2 separate regions of the Hordeum vulgare genome follow, and region 1 is linked to region 2. The links are chromatin contacts, called in public Hi-C maps. All regions are on one chromosome and are shown on one strand. Each heading gives the region's core, a stretch centred on a gene start, on an enhancer-like site or on the middle of the called end of the contact. The rest is flanking DNA. Distances are from core to core; before and after follow the strand shown.

Region 1 (2,947 bases), core at 297-2,796, 720 kb after region 2:
CACCGATTACACCCAAGAGAAACTGCCGATTGAACAGAGTTAGCGATTTCCTGAATGATCATGGATACTGGAAGGTGGAGCTGCTCCAACAATACTTTTGGCACCCGGATGTGGATTCCATCCTAAAGAGAAGAACTTCACCGAGAATGCGGGAGGATTTCATATCATGGCCTTGGGAGAGATCCGGGTTGTTGACGGTGAAAAGTGCGTACCATGTTGCGATGACTGATCACTATGATCAGTTTTGCCCAAGCTCAACCAGTGCTAACCCATCTGGAGACAGACCACTCTGGCGGTTAGTGTGGAGTGCGGAGGTTCCCCCAAAGCTGAAGAATTTTGCTTGGCAAGTTGTCTCGGGCACCCTACCTACAGACGCGGAGAAGAAGAGACGACACTTTGATCTAAATGGCTTCTGTCGGCTATGTGATAGGGAACAAGAATCCTCATTTCATGCTCTTATTTCTTGTCCGATCGCTGCCTCCTTATGGGACTTAATGCGGAATCATTGGCCTCTTCCGGATAGATCTTTGATCAAATGGACACGCAACGAATGGCTACTTCAGCTCCTGGAAGAATCCCACGTCTCCATCCGTAGCAGAATTATAATGGTCCTCTGGCGATCCTGGTATGTCAGAAATGAATTGCTTCATGGTAAAGATCCCCCTCCGCAAGATGTCTCATGTTCCTTCCTGCAAAGTTATTATAACACCTTCACTCAGATATCAAGCAGTGTGGAGGAGATTATTAAAGGAAAAGCTCCGGTGGTTCACGGTCCAATTTGTGTACCCGTTAAGCCTGCATCACGCTTACCTTGGCCTCCTCCTCCGGCTGGAATGGTGGCGCTGTCAATGGATGTCTCGTACTGCGCGACAGATGGATCAGCTGGCTCGGGGATAATTCTGAGGACAAGGACGGGTGAGGTGATATTTGCTGCGTACCGGAAGCTGTTCCATTGCAATGATGCGCTTGAAGCGGAATTACATGCTGTTCTGGAGGGTATTAAGCTCACTACTGAGCATTTCGACGCTGCAATTATGGTTCAATCGGATTGTGCTGCTGCTATCAACGCAGTAACGGGTGCTTCGTTGGATAAATCAGACTATGGCCATATGATCCAAGAGATCAAGTTTCTTTTAAGTGATAGGGTTTTTATTCGTGTAAAAGTTTTCTGCGATTAAAGTAGAGTTGTAGACTGCTTAGCGAATTATGGACGATGTGGGGATAGTAGAGCCTGTTGGCTGGGCCACTCTCCTCCTTTTGCCAATGATCTCGTGGTTGAGGATTGTAACTCTGTTATGTTGGAATAAAAACCTATCACTTTCAAAAAAAATAACCGCTTATTGGCCATGATTTTTGACCTTGAAAATCCAAAACGTTGGAGTCGGCCGCACGAGGCATGAAAGACCGTTGCCCTGAGCCGTGGCGTGGCAAAGAGAAAGAGGTATTCGGACACAGAGGAACGCGTCACTCCTGTTTGTGAAGCAAAGATTCTTCCTTTCTTGGTGCAGCGCAAGATTCCCATGAAAGGAAAAGGTTCCGTCTGGAAGGCACTGTTACGAGAAGAAGCAGAAAATAGCAATTACTACACGCGAGAAAGAAAACGTGCGGAAACAAACAAGGAAGGAAGGAGAAAGCTCGCGGCTTCCTCTGCCCCCGAGCGAATCCCACCCATCCTCTTCCTCCCCCCACGTCTTCCTCCTCTCCACCCCTTTCCCCTTCCACAGCCCCCGTCCCTCCCCCGAATCCGAGCCGCCTGCTCCGTCCAAACGGTGGGGCGCGGCTCCGATCCGCCCGATCCGGTTCGCTCTCGAGGCTCCGGTGCGCGAGGCGGCGGCGGCGATGGATTCAGAGGACGACGCGCGTGACTCCGCCGACGAGGACTTCTACAGCGGCGGCGAGGCGGGCCTCGCCCTCAGCGACGACGGGGACGCGGACTACGACTTCGCGGACCGCGACTCCGATGACTCGGATGACCTAATCTCCCATAGGCAGCAGGTGATCATCGATTGCCGTCCGCTTCGGTCCCGGTATAGAAATTGATTGTTCAAGATAATCGGAATGGGGGATGCAGCAGCGACGGAGTGGCCACGTATCGGTCGTTCTGTCTGCCCCTTAATGATAGGATGGATGATGTGGACAGAAATGATCTCACGCATATACTACGATATTATATATACAGTGGATAGAAATGTGACTGGTTGGATGATCTAGATATTGCTTTCGGTTGCCTGTGTGATTGCCTGACATCGATCAGAGTCCTTTCCATGGATGAAAAGATAAGCCGAGCATTCCCGATGAATTACTTCTGGTTGTCCAATAGGTGCTAGCTGTCACTGGTGTCCTGGCATGCCAAATTCATTTCGTGTTGTAGCTTGTAATCCACAGTGTGTCGCCTTGCTCGTCGGTTATGACTCCAGTTCTGGTTGCTGGTAATAAGTGGTAATGAATGTAGCATGATAGGGAGAGCGTTGCTTAGGGTAGGACTGTAGGATAGCATGCAAACGAGAACTTCTGAACTGGGGAGTAAATAATGGCGAGTATGTATTAGGCATGTACTGACATGCAACCTTGAAGCAAGGATATACCAGTCTAATTGGTATGTTTCTGAATCTGATTTTTGGGAGGTTTCCTGAAGCTTGCTGGTTTGATTGGAGCTGGCACTTTTTTAATGTTTGATCTGATAGCTCTAGCCAAAAGATGGTGATTAATTCGCAGATCATGCTAATTAGGTGAATACACGAGTCTACTTAGTGTTTACTTACTCACAACCGATGGAAATTTCTATGTGGGATGCAAGTACTTTTCTAGCTTCGAACTATGAAATAGGGTACATTGCACGATCTTCGCATAGGTCGTTAAATTCATTTTGTTCCGATTCACTATTTGTAGTGATATTCTGTCTACATATCAAGCGATGAAACGATTAGGGAAAGAAAAGCTTTCGAAG
Region 2 (2,845 bases), core at 339-2,838:
AAGTATTCTGACCTCAGGAGGGCAAAACATACAAAAGATGAACCAGTGATCCAAGTTTTCTGACAGTAGCCAACCAAGAGCTAGCAGAGCCAGATAATCCCTCTCGCTACAGACCACCAAATGCCGAGCTCCAAAAGCCAACGCTCACCAGGCGAAGACAAATCTACATCATGTTACTGATCCCACCAGGATCACATTCGAGCATGAGAACCATTCTCTTATTTAGTGACCTCCACTACAGCACCACCACGCATCAGCGGGGAGCCAGACGGCGGAGAGTCCTGCAAGATATGTACGATGGTCTCTGCAGATAGTGTCTCATTCAGAACCTTTATTGCCTAGACAAACATCTCTGCTTCAAGGAACTCCTTTGTAGGTTGGTTCTCCAATCGAGCACGTTTAATCTCATTCTTTAATCCTGTAATGTCACGAGAACTATTTGCGGAAGAGATTGTTGATCCACTAGGTACCCTACGCTTGCTCCTCTTACGGGTCCACTTTTGTCGATTGCCCTGCTGAAACTGCTGCTTCACATGCTTCACTTCATGCTTGTGTGCATCAGCCTGCCCAGGCTCCAAGGTCCCAGATCAGCTCACCCCAGTTGACGCTATGCGCTAACTCCATCTTCACCTCCCACATCGCAGCCGACACATACGACAACATGTCCCTGCCGTGGAACTGCGGGAGGATCCACATTTCCATAAACTGCAAGGAGGCGCAGGTAACCGTGGACGACCTCCTTGTGCTCCTCGTCCTGCGCCGTGGAGGGAGCACCTCCGTTGTGGCTTGTACGGCTGCCGCGCTGAGGAAGGACTTCCGGCCAACACTGACGCGGACGCGTCAGATGTAGGCGTAGCCGCGGCAGTTCTCCTGGTGATAGGAGGCGACGAGATCCGAGACGAGGTCGTGCCGGGGGATGCCGTCCGGGAGCTGGAGCCGCGCGATATCAAGGAGGCTGAGGTGGCGGATGGCAGCCTCAGTGTCGTGGTCGTCGGGCCAGCCATGGAGAGAGGATGGCGGCTGGTAGATGTTGTACTGGACGGTGGGGACCTCCCCGGACCCGCCGCCGGCGCTGACCGCGGACAGCGCTGCCTCCACGGCTTTCTCGACGGTGGGACTCTTCTCGAACCTGCCGCCGGCGATGACCATGGGCGGCACTGTCTCTAGGGTTTTCTCGGCGGTGGTGTTGGGGTTGGGGCGAGATTGGCTGGGGATTTGGGGGGAGGGGCTTCTTGCATGTGCTGCCTGCTGGGATAGGGGATAGGTCGGAGGCGGGGGAGAGCGAGGGGGCGTGGGCCTCGGCAGCCGCCCGTGCTGTGCTGTGCTGCGCTCCGCTGCCTGCTTAGGATGTGTGCCGGCGGCGGCGGCGACGATCGCGCAGACGGATGAGGCAGGAGATAATTGCATGTATCATCCCGGAGGTTGGCAACGATGTCCAATCCAGTCCACGAAGTTTAGAACTGCTTCAATACGATCCTTATACACAGAGATACGTTATCAATATGGTCCTTGATCTTGGACACTGAGTCCCGCTCTACGCGCCAGCTACGTCTCGCGAATACTCGTATGACACGTCATCATATGTTCCATCTGTCAGACTTGACCCCACCCGTCAGCGTAGAGCGGTGGTAATTTTGCACTCAGCTCCTTGTCTGTTCTCGATCCCCTTTTTCTCTCTTCCTCGATTGAAAACAGAGGAGAACGCAGAGTACTGCGAGTAGGCACGGCGGCGGATGATCGACGATCCAACGACATTCTGATGGTAGTTCCTGTGGTGCCGGAAGCGTTAGCGACGGCGTCGCAACCCATGGGGTGGAGTTCGTCAACGATGGACGGCCCTCGACGGCGGCCAGACGACGAGGCGGCTCCAACCTACGGTATGTTTCGTTGATAGCACATCATAGGCACGTTTTTTGGCCCAATAATCTGCATCTTTGTGTCGATTAGGTCGTATGCACAAAGTACGTGATTTGTACATGTCGATTTGCTATAGTTCATGAGGAATTGTGCTAGGGTTTTGTTACTGTACGGCATGAAGTTTGAACATTTACTGAATTTTTTGGTGCATCGAAGGAGAGTGGGAATTTCACTATTGAAGTGATTCATGGTGGGTTATTCTTTGGTAGTGGGCTGAATAGGTGCTATTTGGATGGCCATAAGGTTTGTTATGATTATTGTCATGTGGAACTAGCATACTACAATATGTTTGAAGAAATAGTTAAGCACTTGGGGTATGAAAAGGAAGGAAGAATTGATATCTATTGGCTGCCCCTGGTTGTCAGATTAATGAAGGTGTTGAAACTCTTCTGTCCAATGATGCTGACTTAGATGCTATGTATCTTCAGATCAATCGAGGGCATAATTTCCAAATGATATATCTTGATCATTTGGATAGCCATATTTCTGGTGGAGGGGTTAAATGGGATGATGTTCTGGCTAATCCAGTAGCAGAATTTCTTACTGTTTTCAGTCCCATGAAAAAGCCAAGCAGTGCAAATGAAAGCAATACATCTTGTAGTGTTGTGGATGAAACTCATGAAATTCAGAGTCATGACCAAGAGATCTCTCATGACCAATTCGTTGTGAAACTAAGACCAAGAGCACAAAAGTTAGAAGAGGAGGAAGAACAATATGCAGATTCAGAATCAGCTGACAGTGATTATATTCCTGAGATTATTGACGGTGATTATGACTTGGAGGATGGGGATGAAGATTTGTTGCAGGAGCAGCTGCATCCAGTGCAAGACAAGAAAGGGAAAAAGGTGGTTGAAGATTGCAACTCTGAAGAAGAGGAATTGGATGGTCCAGATTCTGATGAAGATGAAATAAAATTCAATTTCGAACC

Evidence for each region. A called contact is a pair of places that touch in the nucleus more often than the background predicts.
Region 1: a contact with region 2 is called in a Hi-C map of seedling, with 4 times the contacts expected there. The contact joins the promoter of LOC123404046 here to the promoter of LOC123403526 in region 2. A contact is called at or near these places in 2 of 6 Hi-C or Micro-C datasets (leaf and seedling) and 1 of 1 datasets of contacts at active chromatin or transcription factors (embryo).

What each region holds. Positions count from the first base shown.
Region 1 is chr6H:345,171,784-345,174,730 of MorexV3_pseudomolecules_assembly, forward strand. It overlaps LOC123404046 (probable E3 ubiquitin-protein ligase ARI8), which reads left to right and starts at 1,547. Exons shown (of 15, transcript XM_045097960.1): 1 at 1,547-1,995. The coding sequence starts at 1,840.
Region 2 is chr6H:344,450,161-344,453,005 of MorexV3_pseudomolecules_assembly, forward strand. It overlaps LOC123403526, which reads right to left and starts at 1,589. Exons shown (of 2, transcript XM_045097457.1): 1 at 1-1,589. The coding sequence starts at 1,407. The coding sequence ends at 841.